Regions from separate parts of the Rattus norvegicus genome. Here region 2 is linked to region 1. A link is a contact called in public Hi-C data. All regions are on one chromosome and are shown on one strand. The core of a region is the stretch at or near the end of the contact, and the rest is flanking DNA. Distances in the headings are between cores, read along the strand shown.

What was found. Hi-C and Micro-C count contacts between places; a contact is called where the count stands out from the background.
Region 2: a contact with region 1 is called in a Hi-C map of the A7r5 cell line, with 8 times the contacts expected there. The contact joins the enhancer-like site here to the promoter of Cxxc1 in region 1. A contact is called at or near these places in 2 of 12 Hi-C or Micro-C datasets (the A7r5 cell line and frontal cortex).

What each region holds. Positions count from the first base shown.
Region 1 is chr18:70,087,281-70,090,673 of GRCr8, reverse strand. It overlaps Cxxc1 (CXXC finger protein 1), which reads right to left and starts at 1,948. Exons shown (of 15, transcript NM_001079698.1): 1 at 1,893-1,948; 2 at 1,112-1,230; 3 at 909-1,009; 4 at 383-618; 5 at 100-294. The coding sequence starts at 1,895.
Region 2 is chr18:70,579,293-70,582,588 of GRCr8, reverse strand. It overlaps Myo5b (myosin Vb), which reads right to left. Exons shown (of 40, transcript NM_017083.2): 28 at 1,676-1,915; 29 at 571-671. Among named protein-coding and RNA genes, the nearest start is that of Acaa2, 39 kb to the left of the region's middle. Within about 2 kb of position 1,773, at least 1 of the 93 cell types and tissues checked has an H3K27ac peak or open chromatin away from gene starts, as enhancers often do. A contact at or near this core is called in the A7r5 cell line, where this site is marked.

The DNA of each region.
Region 1 (3,393 bases), core at 699-3,198:
ACCCCACCTGTACTTTCTTATTTGTAGCTCAAGCAGCCCTACTTGAGCCTCCCAGCCATGCTCTCCTATCTGATCTTGCCCAGCTCTGCCCATGCTCACCCGTGCCCGCAGCTGACACTGGCGAAGCCGGCACTTCTGCCGGATCTTGTTGGGGCCCCCAAACTTCTTCATGTCACGACAGAAGTCACAGTGGCCACAGTCCTCAGTGCGTCGGCATGCCTCACACTCACCACACATCCGAGCTGACCGTTTGATTTGCTGCTGCTGCTGCTGCTGCTGCTGTTGCTGGTGATGCTAGGAGACAGTATCCAGGGTAGAGATGAGGATATAGATGAGGCCCAAAGCAGAACTTTCACCCACCCCGAGCACTGTGGCTACTCACCTGGCTAGGTGTGGCCACCAAGGGCTGTGGAGAAGATTTGTGGGGCGAAGCAGAGCCCCGAGCAAGCATGGCCCCAACCCCTGTCCCTGACCCTGCCCGGCGCTGCAGTTCTGGATCTGAAGCAGGCCTCTTGCGCCCTCCTCCCTCATCCCGGGGCTCACTGCCGTCCCGCTCACTGCCATCCCTCTCCCGGCACTTTTTGTGGCGGTAACGAATCTCCAGCTTCGGGTCCTTCTCTGTGAGGCAAAGAGTGGAGCCAAGGTGGGTTTGGAGGAGAGGTTTGAATGGTCCCAGAACCTCTTTCTCTTTTCCTGCCCCACCTACTTGTCCAGCTCACGCTATGGGAGAGCTGCCCCTTCCTTTGGGTTCTTCCACAATTGCTCACATTGGAGCTGGCCTTCCAATTCACCACAGACCAACGATCACTCTGGCCACACAGGACACCATTATCACCCAGGATCCCTCCCATTACAGCTCCTTCATCTCTTGGAGTCCACCTCCTTCACTGCCCATGCACAAGCCTCACCTCGGCACTCGCGACAGTACCATTCCCGGATGGCCTTGGCCATCTTCTCGGTGATGCGGATGCAGTCCCCATGAAACCACTCGTTGCAGTTGTCACATCCACTGCATAGAATAGAGCAAGTGGTGGAGATGTGAGGGGTGGGTCCGCTTCACCGGGTTCCCGCCCCTGCCAGGCATCAGCCCACCTGCTTCTCCCAAACTCACATCATGAAGCAATTGATGTCCGGTTTGCGACAGATGCAGTAGATGGGGGCGTTCTCCCCATTCTCAGACTTGCTGTCCTCCCCAGCATCTGGAGGTTCCAGGTCTGAGCCATCTCCTTCCTGTGAGACCCACCCCCATGATGGCTCCTTAATTCCCTCTTCACAGCTCCACCGTGGATAGCCACAAATTCCAACTGTGTCTTCGGACTTCCCGTTAGCCTTTCCGTTATAGTTCACCCAGACCCTCCTCACCTAGTCCTGGGCCTCATTACTTTGTGTTCTACTTCCCCATCACTCAGACCTCCCATCACACTGTCAAGCATCCTGTCACTCTGACTGCTCATCGCATACACTCAACCAAACTGTCCCATTCAAGAGTTCTACACGGAGAGCACTTAAATTTATTCTGCTGTCGTCCCATCCCGACTTCCCACAAGTGTCTATAACTTAGCTCGTGGACCCCACCCCCAATGCCGGTTCTCCAGAGCCTGTGCAAATACATTCATGGCCAAGTCCTTATCTCTCTGACGAAGGTACTTCGCGTGAAGGTTTCCCACAAAACTGCCATCTGGAGTCCCCACTGAACTTCCACTACGGACCCCCTACAACGGTTCATCAAAGAACTCACAGATGGTTCACCTCAAACCTCATCACACCCCTTCACTCACCGGCCCAGAGACTGGGCACACAGCTCGCCAGGAACCCCGTGCGCCTGCCAATAGGCAGCGGTTGCCAACCCCTCCGACCTCTGCCTCTGAACCCCGATCCGACCAGGTACTCACCATATCTCCGCTCACAGAGCACCCTCTCTGGACCCCGCGCAGCAACCCGCGAAGCTGAACAAGCCCCTCGGCCGCGGTAGCAAAGGCACCCGCAACTACTTCCGCCACTGGTCCCGCCTCCGCGGTCCCGCACTCTCACTCCCCACGCCTGGCGCGACCGCTTAGCGGCAAACAAATAGGTCGCCCATCTAGAGCCTCGAATGTCTCCTTGTCGCCGCCATCTTGACCATCCAGTCCGTAAGACAGCGGAGACCATACGTTCCGGGAAGTATGGCTGCGCCTACAGTTCGGGTCGTCCGAGCGCGCCGCCACCTTGTCAGTCAAGTCCGTACGGTGGCCGCCAGAGGGCAATATGGCCGCATTTGCTTCGACGTTGGGACGCAGATGTCGTCAGCTGATTAGCGTCATCAGGCGGGCTCCGTGCGTTCCTAGGCAACAAACAGTAGCTTCCGGATCACGGCTTCCGAAGGGCGTGGCCAACTTGATATTTGACTCCGTACAGTGTCTGCTGCTGCCACAGACTGGTTAATCCTGTTACTGCCTACATGTGTCTCATTCATTCCTGCATCCAATCATTTACCCTTCGATGCTTATCAATGGGAATGCCAGGCCTCCGGAGAGGGAAATAAATGTCGTGCCAGTACCTGGCCCAGTTCTTGCTCCACTTTTATCTGCCTCCCAAATCATGTTTTTTAGCTAGGCCTAGTTTTTTGTTTTGCTTTGTTTTTTTGTTTTGTTTTGGGTTTTTTTTTTGTTTGTTTTTGTTTTTTTGGGACAGAGTCTCTCTAGTCCTAGCTGTGCTTCAACTCACTGTGTACATCAGGCCGTCCTCAAACTCACAGAAATCCACCTGCCTCTCCCTCTCAGGTAGTGGGATTAAAGTCATGAGTGATCACTTCTGACTGAAAAAAAAGTCTTAACTTCTTGAGCATGGTGGCATATGCTGGTAATACCAGCACTGATGGGGCTGGGGTTAAAGGATGCAAATTAACAAGGCTTGCCTAGAGTTGAAGTCCAGCTTGCACAATTTTGAAACCCTATTGGGAGTTTAGGGGCATAGAGAAGGAGACCAATAAATAAATAAATAAATAAATAAATAAATAAATAAATAAATGAAATGAGTGTTAGAAAAGACATTCAGAGCCAGTATTATCACGATATTAATTACATAGCCCTGAAGTGAAAACAGTGCCAAGTACAGTAATTCCCAAGTAAAAGTACGAAGGGCCTTAGTTCGACTCCTAGTATTACAAAAACAAATAATGAAAAGAGTTCTTAGGGCCAGTGAAACAGCTTAGCCAGGAAAGACCCTTGTAGCCCAGCCTGGCAACCTGAGTTCTATTCCCAGAACTTAGACAGGAGGATGGGAGGTGAGGACTGACAACCACAAATGGTTTTTGACTTCCACACTTAAATCAACTGACACCGAAAATAAAAAACATCATTCAGGCCTCGGAACCAACAGGAACAAAGACCTAGTCTGCGTGACAAAACGGAATCA
Region 2 (3,296 bases), core at 524-3,023, 490 kb before region 1:
AACACCACCTGTGAGGTTTTCTCTATTCATCTCTTTGCTTATCTCCCACCCGAGATTAATTTAAGACGACTGGGGCTTTAGCCCAGGGGGTCACCTTCATTCCCACACTTCCTTCTTTAGGGAGACTTGGGGGCTGGTTGCATCCTCACCCCCCCCCCCCGGTTTCCCATGAACGGGGTCGGGGAGGGAGGGGAGCTGCGCAGTCTGGAAGCCAGCCTTCCTGGATTCTACCTTGGTTCAGCTATAGGCCAGCCATGTGCTCGAAACTGCTCAATCCTTCTGGGCCTCAGTTTCCCCATCCCCATCTGCAGCAGAAGATCTGAAAGTCCTAAGCACTTGAGCCTTCAGACTCAGCCATCGCCTTCCGGGGCCTTCTGAAGGGTTAATTGCTCCCAGCAACTTTAACCGATGCTTGCCTCTGGCAGGATTCTTTCTAACAATTAATTCCCCAGTGCTGGGCGGATGGCCAGTTCCTGAGGAACAGGTCGTAACATGCTAGGCTGGACAGTGAACCCTCCTGTCCCCAGCCCTCCAATGACCTTCCAGGCACAGCTCGGAGGTGGGCCCTACCTGTTTGTCTGGCAGACCCCGTGATAGGCCTCAATGGCATCTTCCTGGTCCACGTGCTTCTCGCTGTTGGGCCAACTTGTTCTGGCATTGATGTTCGGCTCCTAGAGGACCCCAAATTAAAAAACAAAAACAAACAAAACTCTAGTTGTACAACTTCTAGGAAATAGCTTTCTAATAAGGAAGTATATCAATGGGCTTTTAGGGAAAAGAGGCAGACCTAGAGAAATAGATAGTTCCTGTTAAATAAAGGCAGGAGCATGGCTTCAAAAGGCCGTCTTGGGTGGGAGGACACACAGTCTTAGCAAGGCTTGGCTATGAGTGCAAGCACTGGGGGTTGGGGTGGGAGCTGAGAGGGCCCCTGGGAGGAACAAGCATCAGAGGCCACGATTGAAACCTTATTACTGAAGTGCTTTATCTCCCAAGCCCCACTCAGGGCCCATGTGTAGAGTGGCCTCGCCTAGTAGAACCCATTGGATGACCCAGGAAAACTTGAATCCCTCCCTCTCACTGTATAAGCTGTCCTAGAAGGTCAGACCGTCAGAAACAAATAGGAAGGAGACCCTTCCTGTAAAGGCTTAGAGAAATCTCCCCGGAACAAAATGAAGAGACAGGGCATGAAGAAACAGCCCTGAGTTTATCGATCTATGTCTTGTTTCTTTTGAACATTTTCTTTCAAAAATTTTTTGCTTTTTGTTTTTTAAATCAAAGCATGCATGCATGTCTGTACATTCAGGTGCAGTGCCTCTGGAGGCCAGAAGATGGCATCAGATCCACATGGGGATGGATTTATAGACAGTTGTGAGCTGCCAAGGAGCTAAACTCAGGTCCTCTGCAAGACCGGTGAAGTGCCCTTACCTGCTGAGCCACCTCTCTAGCCCCCTTGACCATTTTCTTAAATTCAGTAGATTCTAGACATTTCTAGCTTCCCCTCTTGAAAAAGGTCATGAAGAAGGGGCGCTAAACCCTTATGCTGCTTTCAGAGACCCCAAAGACAGCGGTCCTGCTCTTCAGGTGTAAGACCTCCATGAGTAAAGGCACACAAACCCACAGGCCTAATGCCTCAATGTCATTCCACCAAGCCCAACCGTGGCTGCCACTTCATTACCATGTTCTTGCCGGACAGTCTGCGCTGGTCAGCATTCATGATCTGGGTCCTGAGGATCAGCACCTCCTCTTTGCGGACCTCCAGCTCCTCGTTGGCCAGCTTGAGCTGGTTCAGTAGGAGGCTGTAGCTGTCGGGGGAGCTATGAGTGGAGTTATCCTGCATGGCTTGGTCGGCTACAGCCTTCCGCAGCTCATTCAGATCATTCTTCAGCTTCTTGTTCTCTGACTCGAGCTCTTGTCTCTGCAAGACAGCCAAGAGGAACACCTTGGCTACCCCATCTCTTCACTTTGTCTACCACAAGAGCAACTTTCCTTCTTTAATGAAGACACACATGACTCAGGTTCTCTGATGGCATGAGTGGTCAGGTAAGAGCTAGAAACTGAACTCATGACCCCAAGTTCTCAGAGAAATGTTTCTGATGCAACGGGTCTGCAGCATTTGCCCAGGATGCAACGTGTGCTCTGAGCACATTTAGCCATGGGATTCTTCTTTGTGGAAATGCTGGGCTGATAGCCCTGTGTGTGTGTGTGTGTATGTGTGTGTGTATGTGTGTGTGTATGTGTGTGTATGTGTATGTGTGTGTATATGTATATGTGTATGTGTATGTGTGTGTATGCGTGTGTGTATGTGTGTGAGTATAAGTGTGTGTGTATGTGTATGTGTGTATATGTACATATGTGTATAGGTGTCTGTGTATGTATATGTGTATATATGTGTGTGTATATGTGTGTATGTGTATGTGTGTATGTGTGTGAGTATATGTGTGTATGTGTGTATGTGTGTGTATGTATATGTGTGTATGTGTGTGCGTGTGAGTGTATGTGTGTGTATGTGTGTGCATATGTGTATGTATGTGTGTATGTGTGTGTATGTGTGTGTATGTGTGTATGTGTATGTATGTGTATGTATGCGTGTGTGTGTGTATGTGTGTGAGTATAAGTGTGTGTGTATGTGTATGTGTGTATATGTATGTATGTGTATAGGTGTCTGTGTATGTATATGTGTATGTGTGTGTATGTGTGTGTATGTGTATGTATGTGTATGTATGCGTGTGTGTGTGTATGTGTGTGAGTATAAGTGTGTGTGTATGTGTATGTGTGTATATGTATGTATGTGTATAGGTGTCTGTGTATGTATATGTGTATGTGTGTGTATGTGTATGTGTGTATGTGTATGTGTGTATGTGTGAGTATATGTGTGTATGTGTGTATGTGTGTGTATGTATATGTGTGTATGTGTGTGCGTGTGAGTATATGAGTGTGCGTGTGAGTGTATGTGTGTGTATGTGTGTGCATATGTGTATGTGTGTATGTGTGTGTATGTGTGTATGTATATGTGTGTATGTGTGTGTATGTGTGTGCATATGTGTGTGTATGTATGCATATGTGTGTGTGTGTATGTATGTATGAATGTACATATGTAGTGGGACAGCAAAGCTATGCCCATCCTCAAGTTGAAAGTTGTAAGCAACACGCCACTAATAGGGCTTCCTAAGGCTTCGTGTGGCCGTATGCTTTGTGACTTTCTTTTTTTTTTTTTTTTTTCCGGAGCTGGGGACCGAACCCAGGGCCTTGCGCTCGCTAGGCAAGCGCTCTACCGCTGAGCTAAATCCCCAACCCCT